Regions from separate parts of the Mus musculus genome. Here region 2 is linked to region 1. Evidence: chromatin contacts called from public Hi-C data. All regions are on one chromosome and are shown on one strand. Each heading gives the region's core, a stretch centred on a gene start, on an enhancer-like site or on the middle of the called end of the contact. The rest is flanking DNA. Distances are from core to core; before and after follow the strand shown.

Evidence for each region. A called contact is a pair of places that touch in the nucleus more often than the background predicts.
Region 2: a Hi-C map of liver shows a contact between it and region 1, with 2.8 times the contacts expected there. The contact joins two enhancer-like sites. A contact is called at or near these places in 3 of 484 Hi-C or Micro-C datasets (cerebral cortex, liver and nephron progenitors), 2 of 115 datasets of contacts at active chromatin or transcription factors (embryonic stem cells and pancreatic cancer cells) and 1 of 9 other capture datasets (embryonic stem cells).

Annotation. Positions count from the first base shown.
Region 1 is chr13:37,615,807-37,621,809 of GRCm38.p6, reverse strand. Gm40915 (a long non-coding RNA gene) reads left to right here. Exons shown (of 4, transcript XR_873251.2): 4 at 3,925-5,209. Among named protein-coding and RNA genes, the nearest start is that of Gm40915, 8.8 kb to the left of the region's middle. Within about 2 kb of position 1,434, at least 179 of the 459 cell types and tissues checked have an H3K27ac peak or open chromatin away from gene starts, as enhancers often do. A contact at or near this core is called in liver, where this site is marked.
Region 2 is chr13:37,901,392-37,907,224 of GRCm38.p6, reverse strand. All of the region lies in intron 5 of Rreb1 (ras responsive element binding protein 1), which reads right to left. Among named protein-coding and RNA genes, the nearest start is that of Rreb1, 15 kb to the right of the region's middle. Within about 2 kb of position 4,029, at least 8 of the 459 cell types and tissues checked have an H3K27ac peak or open chromatin away from gene starts, as enhancers often do. A contact at or near this core is called in liver, where this site is marked.

The DNA of each region.
Region 1 (6,003 bases), core at 185-2,684:
ATAGTTATATCTGCCCTGGTCCAGGGTCTCCTTCAGGTAGCTGCTATCTGCTATCTCTAGTCATCATGGTTCAGGTTTATCATCCTGTTTTATGTGATGGAAGAGGGAGTGTGAGAGGACCTAACAAGAGGATGGGCCTGTGTAGCCCAAGGAAGAGAACTGTTTGTGACCTGGTATGCCATCAAAGCATGGCTGGCTCATAAAGTCTAAGTCTGAGTGACTCAAGCTTATTGCCTATTATATTTAGATGCCCAGAATGGTACCCTGTCACTCCTGTCCTCACACAGCAGCTGCGTGCTGGCCTTGGGCTACGTCTTTCTCATGTAGTGTCCTGGCTGACTTAGCAGGAGTATGCTGGCTAGAGTACTTTCACAAAGCGTGCCCACCGTGCACTATCTGCAAAGTATCAGCCTGCACTGTCAAAAGATCACACTTTGATGCTCTGAGGTCAGCCTGGTGACTTTGAAACCGTCCCATCCAATACCACTCCAGCTTTGCTGATGGTCAAACCGGTTCCCATCACCCATCACCATCTTTTTTTGTTTTTTGGTTTTTTTTTGGTTTTTCGAGACAGGGTTTCTCTGTATAGCCCTGGCTGTCCTGGAACTAACTTTGTAGACCAGGCTGGCCTGGAACTCAGAAATCCGCCTGCCTCTGCCTCCCAAGTGCTGGGATTAAAGGCGTGCGCCACCACGCCCGGCTCACCCATCACCATGTTGACCATTCTGGAAGTTTCTATGTACGAACAGGAAACATATAATCCAGGTGGAAGAGAGGGAGGGGCCACAGTTCCAGGAGCTCAGTTTTCTTCCTGTTTCCTGATTTTGGATGAGTTACCAAAAGCCAGTGGAAGGCATCTGCAACTCTTTTTAATGATATAGAAACCAGGCTAGGCCCTGCCACCTCTATAGCACATGGTGACCTACTGTGGTCAAATGTGGAATATTGCAGAAAGAGCTCAGGGCTTGGTCCATCTAGTCCCAAACCAGTGCAGACTCAGCAGAAGCGAGTAGGAGATTAGAACTGGAGTGACCTGGGTTTGCTGGCGGCGGGGTGGGGGTAGGGAGAGGAAAGGGTAAATTTTCGAATTTTCTAAGATGCTGGGTCAGCTCCCAGCCTATCTGGGATGTAGCCTGCAGAGAAGGCTGGGTGATGAAGGAGGCCATCTGGCTGTCAGGCTAGTATAGACATGGGGTGACCTTGGGTCTGTCTGCTTGTCAGCCTGGAGGAAAAGGAGGGGGAAGAGGAGGAGGAAGAGGAAGAAGAGGGGAAGGCCAAAGAGCCATTGGCCAATGAGGGCTATGTGTGTGAAAAGGGACTTTGGGGTTGGATTTGTCTGTCACGAAGGCAGGGCTCCCTTTGTTCTGTGCTGTGCAGATCCAAGGTGAGCAGCCAGCCGGCCTCACTCCTCCTGTGGGTGTATTTTAAGCTCTCAGAGCGCTGGTACTCTGTACCCTTGTGGACTTACTGTCTGCGTGGGAGCCTGGGCTCCTCTTGCTTCCCCACAAGGCAAGGTCACTCCAGGCTGGTGGTTTGTGCAATCCTGAAGTTTGACTGTGGGACAAAAGTCACAAGTCCTCTAGTAGCTCTCATGATACCTGCTCTGAAAAGTCCCTAGCTGGTGGAGACTGGTGCCATCCTGTCCAGTCCTCAGCTGTCAGCTCAGTGTGGGGGGGGACACACACAGGACTGTCTGTCATCCGGCCAGGCTGTGGCCACAGCTGTGGTACTGGAGGGCTCCTGAGGTGGGAACCTGTACAGGGTGGCACAAAGCACGAAGCATCGGCTCAGACCTCCTGGCAGGAGCCTGTGAGTCTCTCTGCTCACTTGCATAACACTTCCTGTGTGTGTTTCCTCAGTCTCAGCAACGGTCAGGTCAGCAAGTGACCTTTAAAACCACTGAGAAGCCGCCACTTTCGGAGGCCAGGCTGTCACAGAGCCACCCCTTCCTGCCACCCTTCTTCCTGCTAGGGCAGCTGCACACTAGAGGGCCGATGAAAGAAAAAAACAAAACAAAACAAAACAAAACAAAACAAAACAAAACAAAACAAAACAAAACTTAAAGTTTTAGGCCAAACATGGTGATCCTAACCTGAAATCCTGGCATCAGGGGACAGGGAGGAAGAGAAGGAGGAGGAGGAGAAGAAGGAGGAGGAGGAGGAAGAGGAGGAGGAGGAAGAGGAAGAGGAGGAAGAGGAAGAGGAAGAGGGGGAAGAAGAGGAGGAGGAAGAGGAGGAGGAGGAAGAGGAGGAGGCATTTGAAGCCAGCCTAGGCCACAGAGGAAGCTGTCTTTAAAAAAAGCAGTATTTGTGTGTGTGTGTATGTGTGTGTGTGTGTGTGCACGTGCGTGTGTGTGTGTGTTGTGTGTGTATGTGTTGTGTGAGTATGTGAATGAGCGAATGTATGTTGTATGTATATGTGAGTGTGCATGAGTGAGTGTATGTTGTGTGTGTGTGACACTCTCTATCCATTCATCCATCAGCAGGTACCTAGGCTGACTGCATCTATAGTTCAGCTCCCTTGAATTGTGCATTTGTGTGATTGCACACGTGAAAGTCAGAGGACAACCCCAGGTGTCCTGTCACACCTACACCTCAAGAGTTGCTTACCTTGATTTTTTTGTTTTTGTTTTAGGTTTTGTTGTTGTTGTGTTTATTTGTTTTTGTGTTTTAACACGGGGTCTTGCTATGGAGCTTTGGCTGGCTTGGAACTTGCTGTATGAAGCAGGCTGGTCTAGAATTCAGAGATCTGCCTGCAGGTGCTTCCCAAGTGCTGGGGTTACAGGCGTAAACCAGTATGCCTGGCTGCTTCCCTTGTGTTTAGATATAAGCTCTTCCCTGGATCCAGGGTCTCCCTGACTCTACTGATCAGAATGGCCGGCCAGTGAGCTGCAGGCTACACCCCTCTCCTTGTGCAATGCACTGGAATCACAGGTGCATAGAGTAATACCCGTTTTATTTTTATTTTTAAGGTTTCTTTTTTTTACTTTCGAGTGTCTCTCTTGTGTCTCTCATAGTGTCCACAGATGCCAGAAGGCAGCCTTGGATCCACTGAAGCCGGAGTTACAGGCGGTAGTGAGGCCTCTGGCGTGGGTTTTGGGAACTGAACTCAGGTCCTCTGGAAGAGCAGCAGGCTCTCTAACCTCAGAGCCCTTTCTTCAGGCCCCATGCTCAGCTTTGATTTGATGTGGGTGCTGGGGATCAAATCTGGGTCTTCATGCTTAGGAGGAAACGGTTTACCGTCCGAACCATCGGCCTAGGCCCATGTGCATTTTATTTTTATTTGCTCATTTTTAATCTTTTAAAATCACATTTATTCATTCATTGCATGTGTGTATATGACTCGTGCATGTGAGAAGGACAGAGGGCAACCTGTAGGGACCAGTTCTCACCTTCTACTATGTGGGCACCCGGACCGGGAATCGAACTCGTGTTCTCAGGCTTGCCTGCAAAGCCTTTCTACCCACTAAGCTGTATCAAGCACCCCACTCACTCACTTTTGAATTTCACTTTCCCCTCTCTATTTTAAAATTCATTATATTATTGTTCACTTTAAAATTTTACATACATTTGAGCCTTATTTTTTTTTCTATTCCAAGAAAATTATTTTTATTTATTTAGAACCTACTGAGCATTTGGCTGCCAACTGGACAATTTCAATTTCCACGACTTCTATGCTATTATTTAATATTTTATTCTGCATCATTTTAAAATTTTACTTTATTGTAGTGTGTTTACATGAAAATAATGGTAACTTTTAAAAAATGTATCTTATATTTCATCCCAGTGGCCATATGCCACTTTCGGCTCCGTGAAGACCCGGGATTTCTATTTTCCAGTTTCACATCACTCATCCAGAGATGCAAAGGCTTTGCAGCGCCCACCTCACATGCCTGGCTCTGGTATTTTCTACTTTCTTTTGCAGCGGGAAGCTCTGTCTTTATGTGTTCTCTATGACTTGGAGAAGATTCCAGTGACAGGGGAAAAGCGCAGTGACAGAAGCATGGCAGAGCAGCTGTGACTACCCAAGGAACCCCTCGAGATTGGCCCTGCTGAGTTCCCCCACAGAAGGAGAGTCTGAGGGGGCACCTGAGTCTCTGACTTCAGAGTCCAGTCCTCTCTCCCTCTCCCACTCCCTTTCAGCTGCTTGTAATCTGCACTAACTGCCCATGGTCTGGTTGTAGAGAAGAAAGGTTAACAAGATGTGACTCTATTCATACAGCTAGGGGGAAATGGTCACCCATGCTTAGGGGAGGCTGTCCAGTGACTGTGGGACTTACAGGTGACTGGAACTGGCTGTGGCTAGAAGCCCCAGGGCAGCCTGTCTACAAGATGGAGTGTCAGATGATGGCAACACATACCTACAGACCAATGCACAAAGACATTGGTAGTGTTATTCTCAAACCGAGGCCTAAAGTCTGAGAATTTGGGGGACTGTGCTGAAAGTTTTAGGATCCAAAGTCACAGAGCCTGGAATCTGCTGTATGAGGCAGCAGATTCAGACACTGACAGCTGTGAGGGAGAGGCCAGCTCTCCTCTCTCCTGGTGGAGGCAGCCCCAGCAGAGTGAGAGTGTGTGCCCACAGTCCACCCACGTGTACACTCAGTCCTCTGGCAACAGCTTTGTCCCAAATGCTCCTTAATCCACTGAAATGAGTCCCCCAGCAGACAGTGGATCATGCTGACCCCAATTCTAAAGGCATGGTGTGTCTAGCTTGCAGAAGGCCTTAGAGTGTGTTTTACCCTCGGAACAAGCAACTGCTTCTCTCAGCAGCCGGTTCTGGCTCCCAAGAGTGTCTGTCACGAGTCTTCCCATTGCTGAGCAGACCTCCAGCAGTCAGTATTGATGAGAATCAGGTCCCTAGTGGGTTTTGTTTTTGTTTTTGTTTTTGTTTTTTTTGGGGGGGTAGCTGTTTGGTGTCACTGTGGATACAACATGCCTCCAAACTGGCATTCCATTTAGCCATGGGACGAGCTACCTGGTTCTCTGTCACTTGGGCCGCAGGGTGCTTCATAAAGTATCACTTGGACCTGCCCTGCTTTGAGCCTGGATGGAAAGCTTAGATACAGCATAGAGTTGCGGTGAGGAGGTGGGGGATAGGCAGTTTGCTTCTGGGTGGACTAAGGGTGGCAGCCGCCATTGAGGGATGGAGCCCAAGCCCAGAGGTTCAAGGAGAGAAGAGGTGAATGCAGAGTTTGAAGATTCCTTGTCAAGGCCTGAAGATGACCTTGTGTGTGTGTGTGTGGGGGGGGGTGACCTGGGTGGGTGCTTTGTGTTGACCAAGGCCTAACACACTGAGTTATGAGATGAGAAGCAGAGACGCAGATGTGCAGAGCCCAGAGGTCATCAGAGACACGTTAGACACAGGCTGCCAGGCATCAGAGGGAGGGAACAGTCTTTAGATCCCACAGGCCAGGGTAGGGAGGCTGAAGAAGCACCCCAACAGTACTGGGAAGAGGGGTGCCGGGCTGTACTGGGGCTCTCTGCATACAGTTGATCTGAATCCTGGGTCTGAGCCATCTCCAGGTGGGAACCTCTCTGAATAACAGGCTGATGACGTCAGCCGCCTGGTGGAGTGCAAGCCCAGCATCCGATGCCTCTTTTCTCCAAGGGCGCAGTGGAGGGAGGAAGGCTGCACAAAGGCCCGGTGTGCTCAGGACCACTTTCCCAGCTCCTTTACAGAGCTCCATCCCACTCTGAGACAACACACACTTGTGCTGTTTACCCTTGCGGTGGAATCTGCCACAGGCATCCGGAGACACACAACTTTCGCCTCCTTCTTAGTACCAGTAACCTATATTTTTAGCATGCCTTTCTGGAACCAGAGCCTCTTTTCCCAGACTCTGCAAAACTAGGTGTGTCCATGGGGTAAAACCGTGGCCGGTGGACTAAAATTGGAAGTATCGTGTCCAGCTTCTGGGAAGCAGTATTAAAGAAAAGGGATTCTTCTACCTTCATGCTGCAGGCTGGACTATGAGTGTGATGGCTGGCACTCGGGAACCAG
Region 2 (5,833 bases), core at 2,780-5,279, 280 kb before region 1:
CAGATCCACACCCCACACTAAACATAAACACATTTCAGAAGAGGCAGAAAGATGCCTTGAGATGGCAATGGGGATTTGCATGATCTAAGATGGAGACTTAGGCAGCTAGCACTTAGCTTCCCAGCAAAACACCACTCTACACTTAGGCTCTTAGAATATACCCCATTTTAAAAGGCACAGGTCGGTTTCTTCTTTTCGCAAAACCGTGAGCTGATCCGGCATGCAGAAGAGGCTGCTGGACTAAATACTTAAGAGGAAGAATATGGGGACAAGTTCTTAAGCAGTAGGCTAACTATCCAGACCATGGAGCCCCTCGAACAGAAAGGAATGGAAGGAAGCCTGATGAGAGGCTACAGAAGTAAGTAGTCAGTCCACCAAATGCCACGTTTATGAAAGCCCTCGAGTCTCAGACATGGTCCGTCACAGAGATGTCAGCAAAGGAGGAAAAGGTTTAAATAGGATCAAACAGGAAAGTTTTATATACAACCTAATAAGAAAGCTCTCTGTTGAAAGTTTAATAATATAATTAGGGAGAAATTGATAACTTAAAGACATTCTTCTATGGTGAACACATTCATAAATGTCACTGTCCAGGGAAAGCAACAGGCCACAGAGTCACATGGACTCTCAATAGGACACAAAGCATATTAAGGGGAGGAAGCAAGGACTAGAATGCACAAATATTTTTGTTTGATTTTTTCTCCCCTGGTTAGAAGTTTCCATCTTTAAAAAAGCCCTCTAAACTATACCAGAGGTGTGTTTACTTGAATATAAAATATTAGATATGCTGACAACGCTTAATACTATCACCATAAAACTAACACTCAAATACTCAACACATTTTATATGTGTGTGTGTGTGTGTATATATTATAATACATATACACACACCGCACACACATATGTGTGTGTGATGGTATGTATTTACATATATTCAGTGCTGCTAATATTGTTGTGTATACATAATTAAAGCCCCACAGGAAATCCTTGGGAACCTCAGTAAAGCACTACATATAAAGCAACAGAATATTCAGGTATGTTCTCTTTTTGTCTGTTTTATGTTGAGACAGGGTCCCACTCCTTAGCCTAGGCTGATGCGCACGCATCTCTGAGATCCTCTGATTTAGACTCCGCTGCTAGGCTTAGAGGTGCACACCACGTGCCCAACTATTGATGTGCCCTCTTCTATGTGGAATTAAAGGTATTAAGGTGTCCAGTTCCTGAAGCAATTCCCTTTTAACTGATCTTGTTTCCTCAAAATAGGTTCCTTCATTGTAAATGACTTCTGAAATGTTTTTTTTTTTTTTTCTTCTTTAGAACTATGTCAAGGTCAAGGTCAGGTGTCTTACTTAGTTCTAGCTACTTGGGAGGGAAAGGTGGAGGGATAACTAAGAGCCTTGATGTTTGGGGCCAGCCTGGGTGGCCATGAAAAACCATATCTCAAACAAACAAGAACAGGCAGGGGATATTTCTAGGGAAACAAGACTTTACAATCTGTTCTTGGTGGAATGACCCACAGGTTTTTGTCCTGGAACTAATTTCTTGCCTGACACCTTCCTTCCCACAGAGGAACATGGTGGCAGAGTGAACAGGTAATTTGGAGATGGGACTGGCTGAACCTTTGCATGGTTTCCTCCACACTTGAGAGCAGCAAGTCTCAGGATTCGTTACAGGGTGTCCTAAGAAACTCGATATGACTGTGGGAGAATTTCATGAGGCTCTTCCTCTTGGTGGGGATGGAGAGTGAAGAAGTGGTTGTCCTCTGTAGACAGTGGCTCACCTCTGCTCCTTTTCTGGATTAGTGCTGGCCCCTGTTCCAGATAGCCATCGGCAGGCTCCGCTCAAGCATAGGAGAGAAGCATGCTGAATCCAGAGCTCCCGTGGTCACATTTCTGTGGGGCTCAGGTTTTCTTTAAGTATAATGGGAACACATAAGCCTCTGTTCCTATCCATCAGCATCCTCAGGGTCAATGCACATCCCATCAGTTCATGGCAAGTAGGCGATGCTCTGGGATTTCCCTTTTCCCCGTTCTATGACCGTCAAGTGAGGATACATCCCTGTTTTTCAGAGTAAATAGGAAGGCTGCCTCGAGAGCACTCATCAGGCTCCAGCAACTCCTTAAGCCTAATCAATATATGCAATTCTTTATAGCTTAAAGTATGGGACACGAGGAGCAAAATGGAATTGGGTTTCCCTCTCTGCAAAGGCGATTATGGTCTGCAGGGTTTTACTTTTACAATCTTTCAAAAAAAGTAGTCATTTTATAGACATTTCATACAAGGTCTGTCCCCATCTCCTCTTTCAAGAGACTACCCATAAGAGTTTAGTACGCTAGCTCACTGTGTCTATTTCACTAACATAACAGTCATACAGAGAAGGGACTGAGTGAGCAGCCTTTGAAACTAGGATAACCAAGACCTTCATAAAACAGCGAGTGGCCAAAGGAGAGAAGTGCTCCACTAAAGGCACCCATTCCTTCACGGCTCGGCCACTGAGGGCTTCTGGAACAGCTTTTGCAAGTGCCAGAGCTTGATGCCCTTTCCCCTACATTCGCCTCACCTGGAGGGTGTGTTCTGGCTTGCTTTCCCAAGTTTGATTTGGAAGGCATGCACTGTTTAATCCAAATTTTCAACATGAGAGCATCTGATAAAGCATTTGGGAAAGCCAGAAGCTGGAGCCATAGTGAGGGTTCTGTAAATTATTTTCCGTACTTGACGGGAGACTCTTATTCTCCTCACAAACCAAGCTATAGGTTTGGAATAGGGTAGTTCTAGGGAGCTGGGGAGAAGATCTAGCTGATAACTGCTTGCTGGACAAGAATAGGAGCTGAGTTTGGATCCCCAGCATCCACAGACAGAGCCGAGTCTGGCAGCGCACACTGGCAGGTCCAGTACTGAGGAGGAAGAGACAGGCAGGTCCCTGGAGCTCGCTGGCTGGGCCAGATAGCCTAGTTGGATCGGTGAGCTCCAGGTTCCTGGAGACCTGTGTCAAAAAGTAAGGTAAAGAGCAAGTCAGGTCCTGAAGAAGGTACCAGACAATTTCAGGCCTCCACCAGCTTATGTAAAAATCCATAAGAATATAAGCACCACACACACACACACACACACACACACATTTTCCAACCTAAACAGCATGAGCACTTACAGGATAGGAACAACATATGATAATACTTTATTCAAAAACTCTTTTCCCTCTGGCGTGGTGACACACACCTTTAATCCCAGCACTTGGGAGGCAGAGGCAGGCGGATTTCTGAGTTCGAGGCCAGCCTGGTCTACAGAGTGAGTTCCAGGACAGCCAGGGCTATACACAGACACCCTGTCTCAAAAAACCAACCAACCAAACAAACAAAAAAACAAAACAAAAAAATCCCTCTTTTCCCTAAGCTTTCTCATAATTTCTTTACTCTATCTACCTTTAGTTTTAAGATAGCATACTATGTTGGGCGTCCTGTTATGCATACGTAGTATTAGTACCTGGGAGGTGCCAGGAAGATGGCATGAGCCCTAGAGTCCTGGACAGCATACTGGATAGTCAATGAGTAACTGACCCACACACATCCATACACAAAACAAACCATGTCAATTTACTCAGTGTAATCAAAGTCTAAGAAATACAGGCTCTATGGTTGCTGCGAAGCAACTGTCGATGTGACTACCCATAACAGTTTAGTATTTAGTATGCTAGCTCACTGTGTTTATTTTACTAATGTAACAATCATACAGAGAAGGGACTGAGCAGCCTTAAAATCAAGGTTAACCAACACATTCCAAAATAGCTAGTGACCAAGGAAGAGAGAAGTATTCCATTGAAGGCACCTGGATAGCTGCTAAGAATACCCTGAACTCTGGATCCTTAGAGTTTGTGTTGTGAGATTTGTCAACCTCCCACCCCCACCCCAGGTGTTAGCAAAAAGGAAAAAAAAAAAAAAAAAAAAAAAAAAACTGGAATGGAGCCTAGACCCCTCTCACAGGCAACTGCCGGGAGGTCAGAGTTCACCTGCAAGGCCAATGTATTCATGGAGGCACATCACACACACAGCCTTCAGAGCAGGAGGGGAAGGCAGTGTCCTCAGTGACACTGTATCCTTCTCTCTCTTCCTCGGAGAAACGGAATGCTACATGGAACAGTCTGCTAAGTCCATGTAATGACAACAGCAACTGAAATACAGAAAACCATTCCAGGAGAAATGCAGGACAGCACTCTGGTCTCAAATACAGCTTCTCAGTTGACTGCTTTCCTCTAACCATGTTTATCATAAGAACCTCGGTATCACCCCTGTTCTAAATCCCTCACACATCCCAGCGCAGTTGTGGCTCCTGATCAATGTAGCTCGGATCTGTGCTTACGAGAGGTCCCAGCTCACCACCAAAGTCTCAGATCCTGGAATAGATCGACCCATGCAAATACATCTAACTCCACTCTGACACATTTTTGTGAATATTTTCACATTTTTCCCCCAAAATACAGCTCTGCCAACAAATGAAGGTGGTAATGACTTTGTGATTGATTAGCAAAAGTCAAATATTCTTTTAACCCAGCATTTACAAGTTTTGGCAGGAAAGACAAAATAAATGTAGCATTATGACCTTAAATCAGTCATAGGGAGAAATCTGGGAAGACATATTTGTGGGCTAAAACAGCATATTCCTAAATAACCAATACATTAAAGAAGAAATCATGAGATAAATTAGAAAATACATGGAGGTAAATGGCAAAAAAATATAGTATACAAAACTTATGGATCCACCTGACATGGTGGCACACACCTTTAATCCTAGGCAGAGACAGTCAGATCTCTGTGAGTTCAAGACCAGCCTGCCCTACACAGTTCTAGACAACAAGAATCCCCTCTTCACTCCTCCAGCCCCAAAGTATGGAAATGCAGTTATTACTGCCTGTATTCAAAATATCTTCAAGTCTACAATCTAATCCCATACTTGACAACACCTGAAAAAGGAAGAAGAGAGCCTGGAGCGAGAGGAAGGGTGAAATGATGCTTAGGCCCAAACTGTGGAAATAGAAAAAAAAATAAAGAGGAAAACGTCAGTAGAACTAGAACAAAGCCCTCTCTACAGTAAATCCCATAATTAGGGCTAGAGAGATGGCTCTGGGTTCAGAGAGCTTGCTGCCCTTGCAGGACTCCAGGTCCAGTTCTCAGCATCCATACACTGGCTCACGGGGCCTGTGACTACAATTACACGGGGATCCAAACTCCTCCTGGCCTCCACAAACATGGTACACATAAAACTCATGCCGTACACACACTCACCAACACATGAAGTAACAAATAAAAGCACAAACAATAACAAAAAATGAAAACAGTGTAGTTATTAAAGTTTTGGACCTCACAAGTTAAAATCATTAAAAGGGAAGCCTGTGTGGCAAATACTTTGACTAGTGAGATGAAATGGCCAGAATTCTTCAAGAATGTAGCCAATAGGAAATCTAAGAGGTTGGCTGCTAATCTGAAAAAAAAACTGCAAAAAAAAAAAGAGAAAAACTCAGGTGTGGTCACTAATGAACTTATAAAAAAACCAAACCAAACCAAACCAATCAACCAAAGTACCCACCACCATCAGCAACAACAAAAATCAACTTGCCAGAGTATTTTCCAAAAGAGAAAAGAATGTTCCACAGTTCATTTTCTGATAGTAAGTCTGACATGAAAAGCACACAGCGTAAGAAAACTACACACTGGCATCTATTATGATCACAGCCCTAACCATTTATCAAAATACCAGTCAACCAAGCCTGTCACCATTAGAAATGCTTGTATCCAAGAGGCTCATTCGACCTATAGCACAGGACAGGATTGAATGACAGAAAACAA